2 separate regions of the Sus scrofa genome follow, and region 1 is linked to region 2. The links are chromatin contacts, called in public HiChIP or PLAC-seq maps. All regions are on one chromosome and are shown on one strand. Each heading gives the region's core, a stretch centred on a gene start, on an enhancer-like site or on the middle of the called end of the contact. The rest is flanking DNA. Distances are from core to core; before and after follow the strand shown.

Region 1 (3,830 bases), core at 1,277-3,776, 130 kb before region 2:
TTTGCCAGCCCAAGGAGTTCTTCTGTCTTCCTCACTGCTCCTAGAAAGATTTCTTTAACAAGACATGAACAATGTAAACCATAAAAAGACGGACAAATTTAACTACATTAAAATTCGAATTGGGACTTCTTATTGTTCAGCAAGTATCTGTGAGGATGAGGGTTCGATTCCCGGCCTTGCTCAGTGGGGTAGGCATTGCCTCAAGCAGCAGTGTAACTTCCATATGCCGCTCAGATCTGGTGTTGCTGTGGCTGTGGCATAGGCCGGCCAGGGACCTTCCATATTCCGCAGGGGTGTGGCCCTAAAAATAAAATAAATAAAATAATGTAAAAAAATTTCAAGTTTGACTATATTAAAATTAGTAATTTGTATATGACAAAAAGATGCATAAAAAAGTAAAAAAAAAAATGTTACAAGCTGGAGAAAGGCATTCATAGTATATATAACTGACAGGATTAGCATCCATAATACTGAAAGAATTCTTACAGATCTGTGAGTAAAGGACAAAATGAAAATTTAAAAACAATGGGCCAAAGGGGTTAATAACTACTTCTTAGAAAAAGCATGAATGGTGAAAAAGCAAAAAAAAGAGTAAACTTCATTGGTAATATGGGACATGAATACAAAACCCACAAGATATAACATTTCACATCCATCAGATTGGAGACAACTAAGTTGCCTGACAATATCAAGGGCCCAGCAGATGTGGAACAAATAAACACAGAAAGTGATTTTGAATTTGAATAATTAGGACCCAGGCTTATAGCTGGCATTCACAAACACGGTGGGACTTTTTTATTTTTATTTTTTATTTTTTTAATGGCTGCACCTGCAGCATATGGAAGTTACCTGGCCAGGGACTGAATTCCAGTCACAACTGTGACCTACACCACGGCTGTGGTCCTTACCCACTGTGCCACAGCGGGAACTCTCAAAATCTTTTTCCCATGGTTTTTTTCTCTTTCATCTTGAGTCTGCTTGTCTCCTGAGCGGGAGCAGGGAGAGTAAGGGCTGATGGGTGGGGCCTTACTTCAGCCCCCTCCTGGGGGAATGCCTCTCAGGCCTAGGGCACTGACATGTGCAGAGAGGGAGAGGTAACGGTGGGGTGCTCTTTGTACAAAAGAGAAACATGGTTTTGCACAGAAATAAACAGCCTTGGGTAAGGGGAAAAAAAAAAAAAGTATTCCTGTGGTTTGGCCTCAGAGAAAGATGGAGAGGACAAAACCCAACACCTCCAGGACCCTGAGACCCTTGCTCCTGGAAGGCACCATATGAACTCACATGTATTTCTGAGTGGTATAGAGGGGTTTTTAAATGGAAATGTCTTAGACAAATTTGCATCGAGCACCTGTCCAACTTATTGCCTTGTTAAGAAGGGAAACAACAAGATGACAAAAGCATGTGTCTTTCAGAGAAAGTATGAAAATGAGGGAGTGACAGGGCTGGGGAAGGGATGCTTATACAAGTTGCCTGTTTAAAAAAGAAAGAAAGAAAGAAAAAAAAAACCAGGAAAACAGTTCATTACGTAAGTATTGCTCTTACTTGTCTTATGGTTATAAAAACATCACATTCATATCAGTCATTTGAGGGAATCTGGAACATTGCCATCTGAGAGACTAGGCTTGGTTACCCTTAGAAACAGTAACAACAACAGTAATAATAATACACCTAAGAAGAAAATCTAGAGGCTATGTTGAAGCTGTATGGTGTTACATACATATAATTTTATACAAATTGTATAATGTTTTTCTTCCATTAACACTGAAGCAGGCCATGTCAGAAACAGAGGTACGAGGCCAAACACCAGGGCCCAAGTCCTGATTTAAAACAGGTATTGCCAGGGACTTTTCTCAAGACTCAAGGCAATATGCAACAGTTGGTCTATTTCTTAACTTTGGGATGCTTTTTTCTTTTTGACAGGGAGAGCAGAAGGCCCAAGTGGTGGAAAGCTCAGCCCTTCGGTGGCCACTGAGGAGGGGATTCTCAGAGGTGAGGCCGCCTAAGATGGAGAGGAGAGGGGAGAAAGAGCCCAGGCCAGTGGCAGACCTATTCAGGGCCACAGCCCTGCGGGCCCTATGCTTTCAAATCCTCTTCTTGCTTCTCCTTTTTCTGCCCTAGAGCTTCCCTGGAGACTTCTCACTCCAGCAGGGCCTGTAATGACCCTCCCCTCCCGAATTCCGCTATTCTTGAGAATGGGAGGCAAGGCGGAGGTGGGGGGGACCCTAGGTGACCTCATCACTACGAGGGCCGGATTGCAGGAGGGTCCCGAATCTAGGCAGGGCGGCCGCACTCCCCCCATTTTCCGGAGACGCTCGCAAAGGCCTCCTTCCGAGGTGCTTACCCGAGTCTCGCGGCCGTCCGAGCGGCGCGGGGCTCCCGACTGCCGGCCTGCTGCGCAGGTGCCCTCGGCTGGGGCAGGGCCGGCGTGAACCCTGCGATCGTGGAGAGACGCCCGGAGCCCGGCACAGCCGGGAACAGGAAGGCAAGGCAAGGCGGGGATGCGCTTCCGGGGCTGCGGGCGTCGGGCCACCTCGCGTCGCAGTCGGGGACAGCCCGGTTCTCCCCTCGTGATACTAGTGTCCGCCTCCGGGGGCCGCAGACTCCGGACCTACTTTGAATAGTGTCGCCACAGCACCACAGGCCGGGACAAGTGAGATAAGAAAAGGAGGGAAACGTATTTATGATTTTTTCAAATAAATGGTTTAAAGGAAATGTATGGTGGTAGAAAAACGTTTGTTTCCGCCCGGTTTCGAACCGGGGACCTTTCGCGTGTGAGGCGAACGTGATAACCACTACACTACGGAAACCTTGCGGTGATGGTTTTCCCCGACTGGTAGTTCATTCTACGGAACTCCCCACCCCCATGCCTCCGCTGCCCATTTGCTCCGTTCCTGTAAATCTCCGTCGTTAACGTGCACTTGGCGTCTGTGTACCATTCTCCTAAATCAGAGAAGCCAATTAAATGCGAAAGCCAAGCCCGTAGGGCGCATAGATCTGGAGCCGAGTTCTTAATAATTTATTCCGGAAATGGCTGGATAGGGGAGAACGAATGCGACTTTAACCCCTTCACTACCATTTCTCAGTCTGAACTAGATTTTAATTTCTTTCCCTTTGTTTACTATGTTACCTTTAGTTAGAATGGACTGGCGAAGCTGGGCGTGACACCCGGCCCGCGCGCATTTCTCCCGCTGGCGCCACCTCATGGCCGTACGCGGAATTGCTCTGCTAAGGAGTGACGTCTCCCGTTGCGGTTAAAACTGGCGCTTTCTCGCTCCCGAGACTTCCAGGCACACCTCACTTTATAAGGATTTCCTAACTTGATCGAACGTCTCAGCGGTAGGCAGAGGAGGTAAGTAAAAAGTAACCACGCACATCGAGCCAGCCAGGAGTCGAACCTGGAATCTTCTGATCCGTAGTCAGACGCGTTATCCATTGCGCCACTGGCCCGGCGTGTGTACACTTTTCAGGCGGGCATGCCTTCATCAGAAACAAGGCGGCGGCGCTGCTTCACGCGGTGCGGTCTGCGCCTGGGCCTGCAAGTTGCGTTGTCCTAGCTAGTTCAGACTTGCAGCGCGTGGACTCCCAGGCAGCCACTTTGCTTGCACGCGCGTCCCCCAGTGTCTGTAGTCCTGTCTCAGTGTGTCTGAACCAACCGAAAAATGGCGGTAGGAGGCAAGCCTGGCACTCTCTCGGCCTCAGTATCACCCCCATTCAATAATTCATTCATTCAACCGATATTACCATTCAAGGTACCGGAAATACAACTGTCAAGAAAATAGATTTGGGTAGGGGGATGCTGGAGGTTTGGGATGGAAATGCATTATACAACT
Region 2 (3,746 bases), core at 662-3,161:
ACGGCCAGGAGTCTCCCCTTTGAGTGCTCCAGCTAATAACCTAAACCTTGGCTCCGTTTTAGGGGTGGTAATATATTCCCTGTACAGCCTCAACAGGTTCTGGCCCTTTCTAGCGAGCTTGGCCTCAGTTCTGCTGAGCAAGGGCACCGTAGTGTAGACCAAAAGTTTAGCTACACCCAAATGTACCGGAACTGCGTAAAATAGGACAAACTGGTGTTCAAGGTAAAACCGTGGACCTAGTTCCTACAACTTAAGACTTCAAATGAACAGTTTTCTTTTTTTTTTAATGGAGGTTAACTCCACGAAAAGCTCCAGAAAGGTTTCCCAGAAGAGGGCCAAGTTCGCCCTCTATCGATGACTCTAAAGCATTACAACGTCTTTCATAGACCAGGTAATTGGCTCTGAAAAGAGCCTTTGGGTTTAAAGTCGGAAAGAGAAAACAATTTACGCCCTCTCCCCGCGGATGCGGCGAGCCAGCTGGATGTCCTTGGGCATGATGGTGACGCGCTTGGCGTGGATGGCGCACAGGTTGGTGTCCTCGAAGAGCCCCACCAGGTAGGCCTCGCACGCCTCCTGCAGCGCCATCACGGCCGAGCTCTGGAAGCGCAGGTCCGTCTTGAAGTCCTGCGCGATCTCGCGCACCAGCCGCTGGAACGGCAGCTTGCGGATCAGCAGCTCCGTGGACTTCTGGTAGCGCCGGATCTCGCGCAGGGCCACCGTGCCGGGCCGGTAGCGGTGCGGCTTCTTCACGCCGCCGGTGGCGGGCGCGCTCTTGCGGGCCGCCTTGGTGGCCAGCTGCTTGCGCGGCGCCTTGCCGCCGGTGGACTTGCGAGCGGTCTGCTTGGTACGAGCCATGACTTCTCAGCTAAATAAAGAGATTTGTCCGGAAATTTTGCTCCTATATTTATACAGGACGGAATCACTCTGATTGGATTGTGGGCATTCCCTGTTAGTCATCGGCTGCTAAATTCCGGAAGTGCCCCGATAGATTTCCGATTGGCTAATTTCCATTAGCAGCCCAGCCCCCTTTAAAAAAACAAAAAATCTGTTTTCGAGTTTTACTGACAATTCTTCACACATTCAAGGATGGTGTATAAACACATTAGTCATATTATTCTTGGACTTTCTCCTGTTTGGATACATAAAATGGCGTTTGGAAGCGAAAGTTCTTTACACTTTAAACAACCGCCATTTTATGCATAGTTAACCCGTTTTCATCCGGATCATAGTCCTAGTCCTTATCCCCTGTTTAAAAATCCGTCATCTAAGCATTTTATGAGTACTATTTCTACATTTACAGTAAACACCCAGTTCACTGTAGCGGTCTTCCGGGGTATACGGTTAAGATGGAAAAAATTGTGTATTTCATCATGGGCACACGCAGCAAAATTTCAATATCCTGGAATCCTTGCATCTCTAATGTCGGTTTTAATTCAAAACTGGATATCTGTGGCGGATGAAGGACGCGCTGACTTAATCTGAGTGCCTCCCAGAGGCCCTGGGCGCATTCTGCCTCGCGGAGTGGCCGCGGGCCTTTCCGTGAGACCGGAATCCGGGGATGCGCTCACTAGCAGGCGCCAAGCAAGGGTTGTGTGTGTGTGGGTGGGTGTGTGTGTGAGCCTCGGCGCTCGAAAATTAAAAAAAAGGAAACTAATTTAAAAAATAAAGAACAAATCAAAAATCAAAACCTAGGAATTTGGCTGTTTGGCTTTAATGAATTTTAAATGTCAGTCCGGCTCCAATGGTGACATCTGTTATGAAAATATTTGCAATGCGGAACCTTGAAAAAGATGGCGGCGACCGAATTTTTCCAACACTGCAGTGGGCCGGCATCTCGCGATTCTCGCCGAGACCCGAGGTGTCCTGCGCAAGTCAGAAGAAACCTGACAGCATTGTGGTCAGGACTGGACTGGGGTAGATAATAGGATATCCTGAGTTTTCGTACTAAACGCAAAGATTTCCATTTTTCTTAAGGGCTTTATAGATTTTTTTAAAATGAATTAAATTATAGCAATGAAACAGCATTGTAAAGCAATGTATTGGAGTCCCCGCACGTGTTCGGCTTTTTATCCAATTAAAAAAAGCCATTTTAAATCCTAATTTACATACTAGTTGCTATTGGTCTACTTGGGCCCCCAATGAAAATTTAGATTTGTGATTCTGCATTTGGATTTATGTACTGTAAATACTTGCGCTGTACCTATTGTCCTCATTTTCTTTGTTTATCAATTTCTTTTTGCTTGAGTGAACCTGGTTTCCCAAAGGGCCCCCAAAGGCTCAGAATAGAGATGGTAAGAAATACAAATAGGGTCATAAGGAGAGCTATTCTGTCTATGTTTATAAAGTACTGAAGCAGGTCCACCCTGACCCAGGCATCTGGACTAAGGCCGTGGGCGTCATGAATTCGTTGGTCAAACATCTTTGAGCATGTGAGGGCAAGGCTTTGCACCTGGTGCATTACAAAAGCGCTTGGCCGTCAAGTTCAGGGAGATCCAGGTTACATCCCTGCTGCTGCCTTGGGAGTTCGCCCAGGTGGCTGTGTCCCAGGGCCCCAAAGCTGTGACCAAGTACCAAAGCTCCTCAGATGCTCTTTTAAAAACCACTCATTTTGTTTATTGAGAACTAAATATCCAGATTTTCCAGCATTTTAAAAATGCATGTATTTTATTTTTACATTCTGTCATTCTTTAAAGTGCAGAACATGGTATCGAAGTATGAGAGGTTTTTTGAATTTCTGTTCTTTAGAGCAGCAAAGAATTTGAAATAATTTTATATGGTAGGAACTATTAGAAACTTCTAGTATTCTGTTTTTTTTTTTTTTTTCTTTTTATGGCCAAATGTGCAGCATATGGAAGTTCCCAAACGGGTGGAATTGGATCTGTAACTGCTGGCCTATACTACAACCACAGCAAAGCTAGATCAGAGCTGCATCTGCGGCCTCTGCAGCAGCTTGCCGCACCATGGGATCCTTAAGCCACTAAGTGAGACCAGGGATCGAACCAGCATCTCATGGATACTACTTGGATTCTTAACCTGCTGAGCCACACTGGTAACTCATAATTTGTTATAATTGTCCAATAATAGCTTAACATTAAAGATTTTATAGTGGGTATCTATGAACTTGGGTTCCTTGCTTTAAATACAATGCCCATAATATGACAATATAATTATATGTGCTTCACCAGTATTAACTCATGTAAAATAGCTGTCCATATTTTACAAAGGACACAGTTATAATCCAGTATGTACTGGATTAGGCCTGGGGTATTTGTTGGAACTCCAGAGTTTAATTTCAACTAGTAGGGTACTGGGGTAGAGTGTTTCAAAGGTGATTTTCCAACTTTTCATTAAAAGGAATTTTTTTTCCACTTGTACTGCCTTCAGGATATAACTGATATGATTACCCCTACATGGGTCTGAAGCAGAGTCTGAAACCTTCATTTTATTTAATCAAAAAAATTTTTTTTTTTTTTTTTTTTTTTTTTTGCTGGACTTGTAGCATGTGGACTTTATTGGGCCAGGGATTTAATCCAAGCCATAGCTTCGATTTACGCCACAGCATAAGCAACTCTGGATCATAACCCACTGTTTGGGGGCAGGGGATCAGACCCATCCCTCAGCAGTGACTGGAGCCCCTGCAGAGGCAAAGCCTGATTCTTAACCTGCTGAGCCACAGTGGGACCTCAGAACATCCTCATTTTAAATCATTGTTCTTTTATAATTCTTTTTTGTATTCCCTACCTTCA

What was found. HiChIP or PLAC-seq counts read pairs in DNA pulled down with a chosen protein or histone mark.
Region 1: a contact with region 2 is called in an H3K27ac HiChIP or PLAC-seq map of alveolar macrophages. The contact joins the promoter of HMGN4 here to the promoter of LOC106504121 in region 2. A contact is called at or near these places in 2 of 5 promoter capture datasets (fetal liver and liver), 7 of 47 Hi-C or Micro-C datasets (blood, embryonic fibroblasts, heart right ventricle and 3 more) and 2 of 2 datasets of contacts at active chromatin or transcription factors (alveolar macrophages and skeletal muscle).

Annotation. Positions count from the first base shown.
Region 1 is chr7:20,997,609-21,001,438 of Sscrofa11.1, reverse strand. It overlaps HMGN4 (high mobility group nucleosome-binding domain-containing protein 4), which reads right to left and starts at 2,526. Exons shown (of 2, transcript XM_001928253.7): 1 at 2,342-2,526; 2 at 1-52. TRNAR-ACG (a tRNA gene) reads right to left here and starts at 3,447; the gene lies at 3,375-3,447. TRNAV-CAC (a tRNA gene) reads right to left here and starts at 2,807; the gene lies at 2,735-2,807.
Region 2 is chr7:20,870,700-20,874,445 of Sscrofa11.1, reverse strand. It overlaps LOC106504121 (histone H3.1), which reads right to left and starts at 1,911. Exons shown (of 1, transcript XM_013988945.2): 1 at 1-1,911. The coding sequence starts at 855. The coding sequence ends at 445.